Regions from separate parts of the Mus musculus genome. Here regions 1 and 3 are each linked to region 2. The links are chromatin contacts, called in public Hi-C maps. All regions are on one chromosome and are shown on one strand. The core of a region is the stretch at or near the end of the contact, and the rest is flanking DNA. Distances in the headings are between cores, read along the strand shown. Region 1 has its middle 60 kb from the start of Zfp770. Region 2 has its middle 14 kb from the start of Gm31146. Region 3 overlaps Dph6 (diphthamine biosynthesis 6).

What was found. Hi-C and Micro-C count contacts between places; a contact is called where the count stands out from the background.
Region 1: a Hi-C map of the MNK3 cell line shows a contact between it and region 2, with 3 times the contacts expected there. The contact joins two enhancer-like sites. A contact is called at or near these places in 30 of 484 Hi-C or Micro-C datasets (the HL-1 cell line, the HPC-7 cell line, the MNK3 cell line and 14 more) and 2 of 115 datasets of contacts at active chromatin or transcription factors (acute myeloid leukemia and astrocytes).
Region 3: a Hi-C map of neural stem cells shows a contact between it and region 2, with 2.8 times the contacts expected there. The contact joins two enhancer-like sites. A contact is called at or near these places in 10 of 484 Hi-C or Micro-C datasets (the G1E-ER4 cell line, the HPC-7 cell line, the N1E-115 cell line and 6 more) and 3 of 115 datasets of contacts at active chromatin or transcription factors (acute myeloid leukemia, astrocytes and embryonic forebrain).

What each region holds. Positions count from the first base shown.
Region 1 is chr2:114,259,387-114,263,601 of GRCm38.p6, forward strand. No RefSeq gene overlaps it. Among named protein-coding and RNA genes, the nearest start is that of Zfp770, 60 kb to the left of the region's middle. Within about 2 kb of position 1,440, at least 27 of the 459 cell types and tissues checked have an H3K27ac peak or open chromatin away from gene starts, as enhancers often do. A contact at or near this core is called in the MNK3 cell line, where this site is marked.
Region 2 is chr2:114,442,617-114,446,789 of GRCm38.p6, forward strand. No RefSeq gene overlaps it. Among named protein-coding and RNA genes, the nearest start is that of Gm31146, 14 kb to the left of the region's middle. Within about 2 kb of position 1,330, at least 14 of the 459 cell types and tissues checked have an H3K27ac peak or open chromatin away from gene starts, as enhancers often do. A contact at or near this core is called in the MNK3 cell line and neural stem cells, where this site is marked.
Region 3 is chr2:114,619,756-114,624,067 of GRCm38.p6, forward strand. All of the region lies in intron 3 of Dph6 (diphthamine biosynthesis 6), which reads right to left. Among named protein-coding and RNA genes, the nearest start is that of Dph6, 33 kb to the right of the region's middle. Within about 2 kb of position 2,531, at least 31 of the 459 cell types and tissues checked have an H3K27ac peak or open chromatin away from gene starts, as enhancers often do. A contact at or near this core is called in neural stem cells, where this site is marked.

The sequences.
Region 1 (4,215 bases), core at 190-2,689, 180 kb before region 2:
CAAGGACATTGAGACAGAGGCAAATGCTGTCTTCCTAAAAAGAAATGTCTTTCAGAAAATTCCTTAAAAATTCCCCTGATAGGGTGGAGTGTGTATGTTAAGCTTATGTCTCTTAAGTGAATTTGATTAAATAAGCTACCAACTGAGATTTGTTTATTAAAACCTAAAGATTTAAAAAGCCCTTTGGATTGTCTCTATGCATGTCTATTATATTTAGAAGATTGCACCTGTGTACAATAATACTTTCTGCTCAGTAGAAGGAGAAGCACGAACAATCAGACTTAGAAAATGAAATTAAGCCTCATCTTGGGACTTTCCAGACCTAGTCTGCCGCCTCCATGAAAGTGTGGGTGGAACTTTTGCATTTTACAGGTTTTCGTGAAATCCTGCATTCACCCACAAGACTTGCTTTCTAATACTGGCAATGATGTTTCAGAGAAAGAAGTCGACAGGAAGGAAATGCTTAGGGCTTCTGTGTTCTCCCCACTCACTTATTTATTTGCAAATACTTAGAGTCTGCCTTGTTTTGAGCATATGCACATTTCTTGTATCTGGAGAGACAGTAGTGAAAAGGATAGATGTGGTCCCCGCTTCTGCGAAGCACATATTGTGAGCAGGAGAAACAACGACCACGCAAATAAGTCCGTATTGAAGGGTGATGAGCTGCAGGAAGCCAGTAGGATGATAGTGTGCTGGAGACAGGTACATTGGGAGAGTTGTGATGGTGGAAGACGGTTCTATTGTGACGGGACAGATCCAGGCTTGTGAGAAAACTTAGGAAAAAGCCCTCCCATGGAGGCAGCAGCGACAGCATGCATTTCCCAGTGTCTTCCCACATAACTTGCTGCCCAGTGTGTTGGGGATAAATGTTAGCTTCCCCCAGCTGCTCTTCCCAGTGCATGGGTCTCTCGAAGGCCCCAGAGATTGCAGACCCCTAAGAGCATAGATCACTTGAAGAAGTAAGCGAGGCAGAGAAGTGGAGAAGGGGTGTTCTACCATTCTCAGCAAGAAGTTGTACTTTCACGCCAAAAATATGTTTTTCTCTCTCTCCACATTTAAAAGAAAGCACTCTTGAAACTGAATGCAAGAACCAAAATTAACAAAGTAGCCTTACATTTTAGGGAGGTTTGATTATAGCATGTGTTCTTTCTTTTAGCCACTAGAGAGCAGTGCAGCCCATCAAATGCACCAGGAGGCTCATGATCAGGGCTGAGGTTTAAAGTGAAAGTCCACACCACAGGTCAACTTCTGCCCTTCCCTTTCCTCTCCTATGCCCTCAAAACCCCACTGTCTGGTTTCCTGCAATCTAACGTTCACAAAAATAACCTAGAAGCAAATTTCATGTTTAGAATAAAACTCGGATTCTTTGGGGGGTGGGGGTAGAAATCAGTGCATTTAATCTTGTTGAAGGCTATTGGGAGCCTTCCCAGCAAAAGAGGCTCAATGGCTGCAACCCAGATCCACACAGAACAGGGGCAGGGCTTCTTGAGACTCTTCGAGAACAGACTGAAGATTAGGGTGCGTAGCCAAGAGGGCAGGGGCGTTTGTACTGATAAGCTGAAGGCCAGCTAGCTGTTGGTTTGGGTGGCAGCAGAGGTGGTCTCACCGCACTAGCCTCAGTGGGCCCAGGAGACTTCTTTCTGAGCCTCTCAAGTTTCAGGCGAAGTCCAAGCTGCCTGTTCACTGTTCTGTTGTATTTCTTCATTGGTCCTTTTACGAAGCATGGAAGAGAATGGGTTGACAAAAAGAGAACGGTGACAGACTTCTAGCTATATACACTCAAATAAACCCAAGGTTTTCAGATACGAATTTACACACACAAAGGTAAGAATCTATAAAACGGTGGCTACCTGAGCAAGGACACAAGTTGTTCTCCTAGGCAGCCTCTACTGGTCTATTATAACAAAACAAGTGGGAGAGAGAGGGGGCAGGGTGGAGAGGAGCCATTGGCCGGATGACCGCTTTGTCTTGCTTTTCATTAGCACGTAAGTGACTGGCGCTGGAATTGCATGCCGGACTTTTGGTTCTGCTGGTAGCACACTGTGCTCAATAAAAATTAATCCATCAATCAACAGGACAGAAAATCCTATCCTGCCAGAAGCAATACCTCCTGTTTGTCCCATACAAAAGCTAATTAGAGTGTTGGGTGTTGTAATGGAGGCAGAAACTGAGCAAAATAGAAAAAAAATGTCCCACAAATTATCAAATAAAAAATGAGACGGGGAACAAAAAACAGATAGCAGTGGAAAGCTAATAGTTCTTATTCCCCCCCCGAGGATGGCCTCTTTTGACTCAATGCAATAGAAGTTTGTGTATGTGGGACTCTGGAGTGCCAATGTTTGTTGGTCAATGTTGGTCAGGGGCATCTTTATTCTTCCCAACTACTTACCCTAGAACCACTTACTGCTGTGCTCTCAGAGGTCTGGTCTCTAACCCGCGTCTATCACAAGGGCTTCTGAGTTCACTGGAGTTTTGCTTGGTCAGGGACTGGAAAGAACAGTTCATCTGGAAGGAGGAGCTGGGATGCTGGGGAGGCCACAGAGATGGTATGAAACGGGAGTAGAAAAGCTAATAAGTCATTTGTGACTCCCTGAAGAAATGTGTAAGGGTGGAGAGGACACACACACACACACACACACACACACACACACACACACACACGGTTGACAATGACACATTTATACATACACACAAGGTATAATGTCACCAATCCCTACCTCACACGAGGTTACCTCTTGAACTGAAGACTTAAATTCTAGAAGCTCTAACTTTCCCAATCTTAATATTAACGGAGAAGTTCTGGAAATTGCTATAATCATCACAACTGGTTCAGTGTTATTAATTTTCCAGTGGTGTCTCGCAAACAAGCCCTAGAGGTGAGAGAATGGTCAATACAAACAACCCTTTCTTTTTCTTCTTATGTCACAAGGCATGACTAGCCTGCGCACCCTGCTACCTAAAGACACATTTATTTAAAAGAAAAAAAATAAATTTAGAAAACTCTAGGGTAACCAAAGTTTTCTGATATTGGACTACTTAGGGGGCTTGGGGGGAAATTAAAAATTATACACTAATATAAAATAATTTGTCTGTGATATGTGCTTACTTTCTTGCTATACTGAATAGAGGGGCACACACTGAATTCCAATTAAATATTTGTTGTTTGACAGTGGAGCTCGTTGGGAGGGATTTCCCAATGGGCCTGTGGTCTTAGGCCTCATCCCCAGCACCACCTCCCACTTCAACAACAGAATGATTTAGCTGTTAATCATGCTTTCTTCAGCTGGCTCACAGCAGGAACATTAGGCTCCTTCTGGTCACTTCTTTAAAGACCAGCAAGGTCCAGGGCTTTGGATTTACCTTCCACAACCTTTGCACAGAGAAGTTCATCTGAGGACAGAACAGAAACATCTGAGTATCCACCCCAGCCACAGAGCTCAGAGAAGCCTCCTTCACCTGCCTGTATAGCATTTGTGTGGGCAGAGAGAAAGACAGCAAAGAGAGAGAACAGAACGTGGGAGGAAATGAGGGGAGAGCAATAAACCAGGGACCTAAGAAATAATGTGCTCCCCTAAGACGAAAGGATGGACTATCCAGAGACTACCCCACCCGGGGATCCATCCCATAATCAGCCACTGACCCAGACACTATTGCATATGCCAGCAAGATTTTGCTGAAGGGACCCTGATATAGCTGTCTCGTATGAGGCTATGCCAGTGCCTGGCAAATACAGAAGTGAATGCTCACAGTCATCTATAAGATGGAACACAGGACCCCCAATGGAGGAGCTAGAGAAAGTACCCAAGGAGCTGAAGGGGTCTGCAAACGTATAGGTGGAACAACAATATGAACTAACCAGTACCCCCAGAGCTCGTGTCTCTAGCTGCATATGTAGCAGAAGATGTCCTAGTCGGCCATCACTGGGAAGAAAGGCCCCTTGGTATTACAAACTTTATATGCCCCAGTACAGGGGAATGCCAGGGTCAAGAAGCGGGAGTGGGTGGGTAGGGGAGCAGGGCAGGGGGAGGGTATAGGGAACTTTCAGGATAGCATTTGAAATGTATATAAAGAAAATATCTAATAATAAAAAAGAAATAATGTGCTCTCAATTCCAGGAGTGAAGATCTTGATGAGAACACCAATTTATCTCTTATGATACTTTCAGGGTGCAGAAGGACAGTGCTGTCTTCTCTGACACTGGTTTTCTGAAGCCCG
Region 2 (4,173 bases), core at 80-2,579:
GTTAAAATATATCCTTTCTAATTGTACCCAACCTAAATGCACTCAGATATTTGCAATTGTTAATAACCTAGTTGATATTAACAACATGCCTAGTATGTTGCCTACCTGCTCCTAAGTGACAGTGAATTTATGCTTTGCATAGAAATTTTCATGTCTCAATAGCCTTCTCTTGGCCCATCAGCAAGTTCCAGTGCAGGGTCCACCCTCAAGTTGGTTTCTGTTCTGAGCTGTGATTAGGCATGGCTCTCATTCTGAGCTCCGGTTGCTCCCACTGTTTAGGGCTGATGTTGCAGCAGAACTGACTTAATGGGCAGCAGGATCTAGGTATTTTTTTTCGGGCTTCTAGGCTGCAAGCCACAGAAACAGGCCTATTGCAAAGTCGGCTATGACTCTCCATGGGTCAGATCAAGGTTTTGGGACTAACTAATATAAAAAAATAACTTTTGTAATTATTCATTTGGATAATAAAATATTCAAATGCACCAGAAGGAAATCCCTTGAGGCTAGGCATTCTAGAAAGTGAACATTTCTGCAGTGAGCAACATTTTGGAGAGGGAGGGCCTGAGATACTGCATTCAGGCCCCACCCCCGCTTTGTCTAAAACCCTGGCATTTCTCATCTGTCATAATGTGTTTACTTTGAGCATAACATTTTAAAGGTATTATTTTGCCTTCTAAAAACTTACTCCTAGAAGGCTTGTTTTCCTTCACAGGCATAATTATATCTCATTTCTTCAATCATTACCTCATATTTTAATAATATGCTGCCATTTGGGCATAGCTATAACCATAATAATGAACAGAGTTCAAAGATCACTATATATATAGATGGCATGAACCATTAGCAAGAAATATTCTACACCACGGAGAGCACACACTACAAAACTCTAAAATCCACTATAGAATTCTGACTAAGGCATCTTTCTGTGTAATTAACATAAATCTCTTTATAAAACATGCTAGTTTTAATAACAAATAGGGACATTTTTACAGGAAAAATAAAGAATAGAACACAAATAAAATTATAATATGAATAATTTAGTTATCTCTTCATATCTCATCTCAGCATTGTGCAGCTATAATGGACCTAAACCAGAACTATTTCACTTAAAAATAGGCCTATTTCTTTTTCATATATGTCATTGAGATTCATATCATCACTCGCACACAAAAACACATAATTAATCCTAATTGTTACCAACACTCAGAAGAAGAGAAATGGAATCTGTGGTTTCTCTCTTTTATGTGTGCTAAGCCTTTCTGCCCACAAGGGCACCATTTAGTAAATTACTTCCTCTGAAACTCTGGCCAGTGCCCTCTTGGCCCAGAGGAGCTAATGCAGTTGCTAGAGGTGAGTCACTGAATTCCTTTGTGACAGAAAAATGAAACTCAGTGACTGTTCAAGGATGTCCTACTTTGCTATGAATGATGACCCAGAAACAAGGGGAAAGGCACTTCTTCTTCGAAGCAAGTCTTAACAGGGAAAACGAAGAATGTGCATAGTAAATGCCCAGAGTGTTGGGTAGGAAAAGAGGGTACAAAAAGAAAATAGAAGCTTACTGAACTTTCCCCATGTGGTCATTTGTCAACTTTGAGTTTTTAAAACCAAGATGATTTAATTCTATGTTACTCTCTCACTGTGTCTTAGTTTCACTTAGTATTAAAGGGGACAGCACAATCACCCTGAATTTTCTGGCACTCTAACCTCTAGGTTCTACTCCCTGAGAGTCCCACACCTCAGCCATCCAGCTGTTTGTTTGTTCCAAGTCTGCCTGACTCTACATTTCCCCAGTAAGCTGTCATTGGGTTTTTGGTGCAGCCATATTCTGAAACATGTTCCAGTTCCTGAATCGACTCCTAATAATAGCAATTTATTCTATGCTTCAGGATATAGATTTGCTGCCCCACGGACTTTCTTCTGTCCCTATAACTTCTCTCATCCAGTCTTCCCCTGTTCCCATGTTCCACCTTACCCTACCAGACAAGTCCCAAGAGGTGACATGTTATTTATTTCCTTAGTCATGGCTAAGTTCTCAAAGAATCTGTGTGTCCTATTGCCTCTAGATCAGCAGTTCTCCACCTGCAGACCATAACCTTCTTGGGAGTCAAGCAACACTTTCACAGGGCTACCATATCAGATAGCCTATATGGAAGATACTTACATTATGATCATAATGTAAATTACAGTAGCAAAGTTACAGTAATGAGGTAGCGATGAAAATAACTATGGATGGGGATCACCACAACCCAGAAAACTGTATTAAAGGGTTGCAGCATTAGGAAGGCTGAGAACCACTGCTCTAGACGCTCCTTGATCCCACAGGTCCCATTTCACCTCAATTTACAGATCATTGTTACTAAGAAAAGTCTTTACACAGTTTCTGCTTTCACAAATAGCTTTCTTGGTATTGACCTTTCAAGATCAACTAGATCATATTCATTGGGACTATAGATGTTCAAAAGGAGTCTTGCCAGTGTGTCCAACCTGTGGTCCATGGCAGTATGTCTCTCTGGATAGCTGCTATGAAAACCCCAAAACATTTATAGACCACATCACCATGCCATAATGCAAAAAGGCACTGGAATTGAACAAAATCCCTCGTTGCGTTTTATTTATTTATTTATTTATTTATTTATTAGAAATTTTCTTTATATACATTTCAAATGCTATCCTGAAAGTTCCCCCCCACCCTTCTTCCCTACCCAGCTGAGTGTACTCAGCTTCTGTCACACTCTCCTCCCAACATTGACGTCTGAAGACCCAGTTTAATCAACATTATTCATCCTTGCTGAGAACCTGTTATATTCCACACACTATGCTTGAGATAAAATTATGATAAAGTGTTCACAGTCCTGTTTGCATAGGGCATTGTGTAGTAAAGAAGTTCAAAGTTACTAAAACATTCCCAGAGACAGAGGCACACTGGCGCCCATGGCAGTGGGGAAAGGTGAAAGACAGAATGTACTAAGATTCTGGTTAGTCAGGTCAGGGAATTAGGGGGCATTCCTAAAATGGGAAGTTTGTGCAGAGTATAGAGAAATGCATGCAAAGGTCCTGTGACATGGTGACCTACAAGAGCACAGTGACACTGGGTCTTCTCACTGCTCTGGCCACAAGGCTGGCAGCCACCTCAGGACTGAAGGACTATTTCCAAAAGAGCTTTAGTACTGAGACCACTTTTGTCCCCTAAAAATGCTACCACTGTATCTTTGCAATTTAGGAAGAAACTGAGATTGAGCAGAACGCTAGTACAACCCAGCTGCCCACAGCTCCCTCCTGTCCCATCAGGACTAACCAGCTCCACCCTTAAGCCTCCTACTTTCTTCTCATTTAGTCTGACCTTCATAACCTTTTCTTAGGCCCTGCAGAAGTCAGAATTTCTGGGTGACATCTCACTTCCATAGCCACAATGTTATTCCCCAGCTGTTTTCCTCACTGTGAGACCACCTTATGCTTCAATTCTGCATCCTTTCCCTGAGTCCTGTGGAGAAGTTTTTGTTTTGTTTTGATATTTTTTGTTTTCCATTCTCTACTCTCATATTCTAGGATCCAGAGCTGGTAATTTTGCCCTTTTCTTTAGAACTTCTAACCTCTTAGCAATTCAATCCTCTACTAGATAACCACCACTTCCCACTTGATATTGTTAGATATTAATCACTGTGGTCCCACACTCATTCACTAACTGACTTGGATCCTGCTTCACTGCCTTTGTGACTTCCCCTGTCAACATCCTTGATGGCTTCTACATGTGAGCAAATAGTCCATCTGCCAAGGTTTGAATGGATTCTTCCAAAGCTCACATGTTAGAAGTTTAATCTATGAATCACTGTGTTAATGGGACTTGGTAAATATTTAGGAATGGATAAAAATCATGATAGTAGAGTCCCTGTAGTGATATTAATACCTTTATATAAAGGGGAGGAGATTAAAGGATAAAAGATGAAGAGGGACAAGGAGGGAGGGAGGGGGAGGGAGGGAGGGAGGGAGGGAGAGAGTAATGAGTCTCTAAGCTAACACACTTGCTTCATGTCACCTTCGCCATGGTATGCTTTGTTATGTTGTAATGTAGCACAAAGGTCCCTATTAGACACAGAGCCCTTCAAAAACTACATGTGATCCTCTAGCCCCTGAAAAATGCTAGAGAAAAACCAACTACATAGATATCGTGTTAAA
Region 3 (4,312 bases), core at 1,281-3,780, 180 kb after region 2:
TAAGACTTTTAACTAAAATAATATAGTCAAAGATTATGCCACATTTCTGTGATGCAGCACTGATGTGACAAGCAATCACATAATTCAGTACTACCTTACATAAGAAGAAACTGGCTTAGTAAGGAGAATAATAGCACGCTACTTTTTCCGTGGGTTTAATCTGTTTCCTTCTGCAGCAGTAAAGGTCTCATTTCATTTCTCCCACCTTGAAAAAATTTAAGACGGATTTGTTTTGAAGACTGCTATAAAATTATCATTGACATTTTAATTAAAAAAAAGAAATGTATGTAGAATAAACACGCCGTCTTTTCCAACAGTCTGCAGTGGCTGCTCCATTGCTTCTTTGTACACTCTTGGTAAATTATGCAGAATCTCACCAAGGAGAGCAGCTGTATTTCACTGTCCTCAGTAATGTAATCTACATTTATCACTATTTTAATTAAGCAGATTCTTAATTTGGTATTCTCACTGCAAAGAAAAAAATCTCTCTCTCTCTCTCTCTCTCTCTCTCTCTCTCTCCCTCCCTCCTTCCACCGCCCTCTGCCTCTTTCTCTAGCAGACAGCATCCTGTTAGTCTTGTAAGCTACTTTTTAATTTTAAACATGCAACTGGTCATTATTTTAAGAAGAATTATTGTACTTTATTAACGTCATCATTTGCATTTTCTGCATATAACATTTTTATTATGATGGAGAAATTGGTATGCTCAAGGTTCTCAAGCGAACCCCCAGCAAGTACTGCATGTACTTATTAGAATGCTAAGTTTAAAATGAACCAAAGTCATCCTACAACATGATGTAACACTAAGTAAAAACTATAACTGAGAAGAGTCAATTCAGAAGTTCTCCATAGGACTGCTTCTTTTCCTGGGTCGTCTATAATGTCTAAAGGTTCAAGTAACCCCCCTTTAAAACACTGGCACTTGCTAACCAACAGCATTTAAGCTCTGAATATCTGCTATTCATTTTCTATTATTGCTTGTGGGCCAAATAATTCATTAGAAAACCAATTTCTCATTATGATGCATGTGTGCTTGTTTTAGATATTTTGAAGTGAAATAATTATGAAATGTTACACAGGCATGTTAGATTGCGCATTTTATACTTACGAAATTTCAAATTATACATGCATAAGACAGACTGATGTTCAAAAATTCTGTATGCTGTATCCTTTAACTGACTGTCTTTTAAGTGCCTGGTACAATATTACCTGGCAGAAATTGAAAGACTTATAGAAAACAGAAAGTGTATTAGCCATCCAAAGGCACAAAGGAGAGGACCTGTGCTTTCTAACTCAGTTCTTTCAAGGAAGAGGCCCTAGGCACTCCCTCAAGCAGACACTTTAAGCAGACAAAACACTTTCATCTACTTTACCTATTGTATTGTTCCTGGTTAGTGGTAAACAAATGTTTATTGAGGGGAAGGTATCCTTGGGATTACTCCCAAAGTTTATCATCAGCATTTGCATACTGCTAAGTATGTGAACAGCTACTAAGATTTAGTTGATAAAGATGCTAGTCTAAGATGTTTGAAAATGGCATTTGTAGGGAGTTGAAAGTCAATGCACATGTAATTTTGCCACTCCACATTTTCAAGGAATTCTGTGCCAAGTTTCAGATTCACATAAGTCACCAGAAGTTTCAAGAGAGGGGTGTTAAAACAGTGCGCATTAAGTGTGCTCTAGATTTCATACTGAAATGTCTTCCTATTAAACAAAGTAATTTACTTTTGCTCTATGAAATTTGAAAATTACAATTTGAAAAATTGAAAGTGCCTGCACAACCTATACACAGTATCTCTAATCCTTTACAAAACTCTCAAAGGATAAGCTAGTCCCATTTTACAGATTTAAAAAAAAAATCAAAAAACAAGGGGAAAAAAACAAATCAGGTTCAGATATTTGGAATTCTGTTTAACATGCTGTTTAGTGAAAATTACAGAATATAGGATGTAGGTTGATTGGCTATTTATTAAAGAACCTTTAGAAGTATAATAAATTCAAGCTGAAATATTTATCTTCTAAAAATGTTAAACATGATCTCTGCTTTTATAATCAATTATAAAATTCACATATTTAGTTCTGTTTCACAATGATAGACTTGGCTATCCACTCAGACAAGTACAATCAAATACCAAATACTTAACCAAAGGGAGAACGGGAAATCTACAATTTAAATCAATGCTAATGAATGAAAAATACTTTAGTCATTATGTAACTGCCTCGGTTTGAATTTAAATAATCTCATGTATAAAGCTTTGGTTATCCAATTCCAGAACAAGTAAAAGTTAAGTTCTAGGCAGCCCACTAAGATTCTAATTAAGAAGCAAGTACAAAGAATTAAATTTTTTTAAATACTCTTATTGGAGTTCAACCTCAAAAAAGGTATTTCACGAAGAGGCCGTACAGCTTGTAAGATTCCTTCTATCTCAAATTACTCTGATTAATGTCTGATAAAACTGGGTTAGCAACAAGAGGTAGCCCATAATTCTACATGAAAACTCAGAATGGTCTTTTGTTCCCTTTGTCTAATGTTAAGCCAATAGTGAAAAACAAGAATGTCTGCTTAGGAAAAAGGGACCTCTTGGTTGTTGTAGGTTTCTTTGTTGTTGTTGTTGGTTGTGGTGGTGGGTTTTTTTTTGGGGGGGGGGGGTTAAATTTAAATATCTTGCTCTTTACCTGACACTGCAAATTCATCCACATCTCTCTCTGAGCCTAAAAGACTACAGAGGGCACTGTTGCACCAGCTTTGACGCTTTACAATAGAAGCCTTAAGAAAAAAACATTCTATAATTTCTCTAAAGGGTCAAACGGAATGGAAATCTACTAAGCTTAATATAAAGGGAAAAAACCAAAAGTATATTTTTTTCTAAGAGACTGGACTTCAATAAGGGGAAAAACTTAACAAAAACAAGTGTCAGGCTGAGAACAGAGCAGGCTCCTTTCATTTCCCTTTGTAGTGCTTTCCCAAGAAAGGGAACTAATCATAGCGCCTCCTTATCCACTGCAAACAGCACCCACTGCAGAGCCCTCCTCACAGTCAATACCAAAAGGAGTGTGGCACCTCCTGCAATCCTTCCATAATTCTATCAGGAAAAGAATGCAGCCTGTTTGCATACTTTTGTCTAAAAGGCCAATTGCATTTGTCCCCTCTTTGGGTAAAATGACAGCTACAGATCAATCATTCTCACGTGAAAGTAAACACTGGGAAAAAAGCAAAAACTGAGAACTGAAATCCTTACCTTTTAAAACATTTTATTACACAGGAATATACAAATACAGAACATAATTTTAAAACACAAGTTTTTCTCAAAAACATCTACTGGACAACAGTGCCAGTGTTACCCACAGTACTTACAAACCTAGGAAATAAAAATTCACATCATTTCTGTCACAATTTTTTGGCACTAAATTCAATTATAAGCAGTACCAATTGTTTTATACCTATGCTTTCAATATATACAATAAACCTAGTATACATGATATAAAGCTTCATATTATATCACCATTTAAATTTTTTTATACTTCCTTATTTAGCCAGATTTAATTTTTTGATACCACCAATAACATAAAAAATATTTCATTTGGATAATTAAAAACTAGTATCTCGAATTATTCACTAGTTATGAGAATGGTAATGTCATGCCCCAAGAAACTAGAGATAATATGCAAAAGGAGACAAGAAGATAATCCTTTAATACACACCAAACACATCACCAGCACACCATGGTCCATACATCACCATGTACACAGGTACTATCATAAAGCTTGGACCTCTACTATAAAATCCAAATTTCCCTAGAAAAGCCACTCACTACATAACACACCTCTGTTACTCTCCAATGTCCAGGGAGATTAACACCTTCTCTGAAATCAAAGCACAGAACTGTAAAAGTGTTAAAAATTCTACAATAAGTCAACCTGCTTGTAAATCAAAAAGAAGGGAAGGGGATTTAAGACTGCATGAAGATTTCATTTTAGTACAAAAGCCCCAGTTTAACAAGTTATTTTCAGCCAATAAAAGTCAAAAGTAAAGCATTGTTAAAGTTGCTGGTACCAATTTCGAGGCTTTAACTTATTAGCTTAACCAAAATGCTACTTGAGTACTGCTCCCTTAAATTATTAATTTATGAGTTTTACTTAGTCTTCTCCTGAGGCAAGGCAGTGTGTAGGTATGTGGAATAAGTATAAATAAACAGAAAGCTTTTATAGGGGTCTAAACATAACAAAGCAACCCTTTTTAATGAATGATGAATGTACAATACCATGAATCAAGGTTATATAAATGGACTATATCACTTTAAAATCTGGGAGA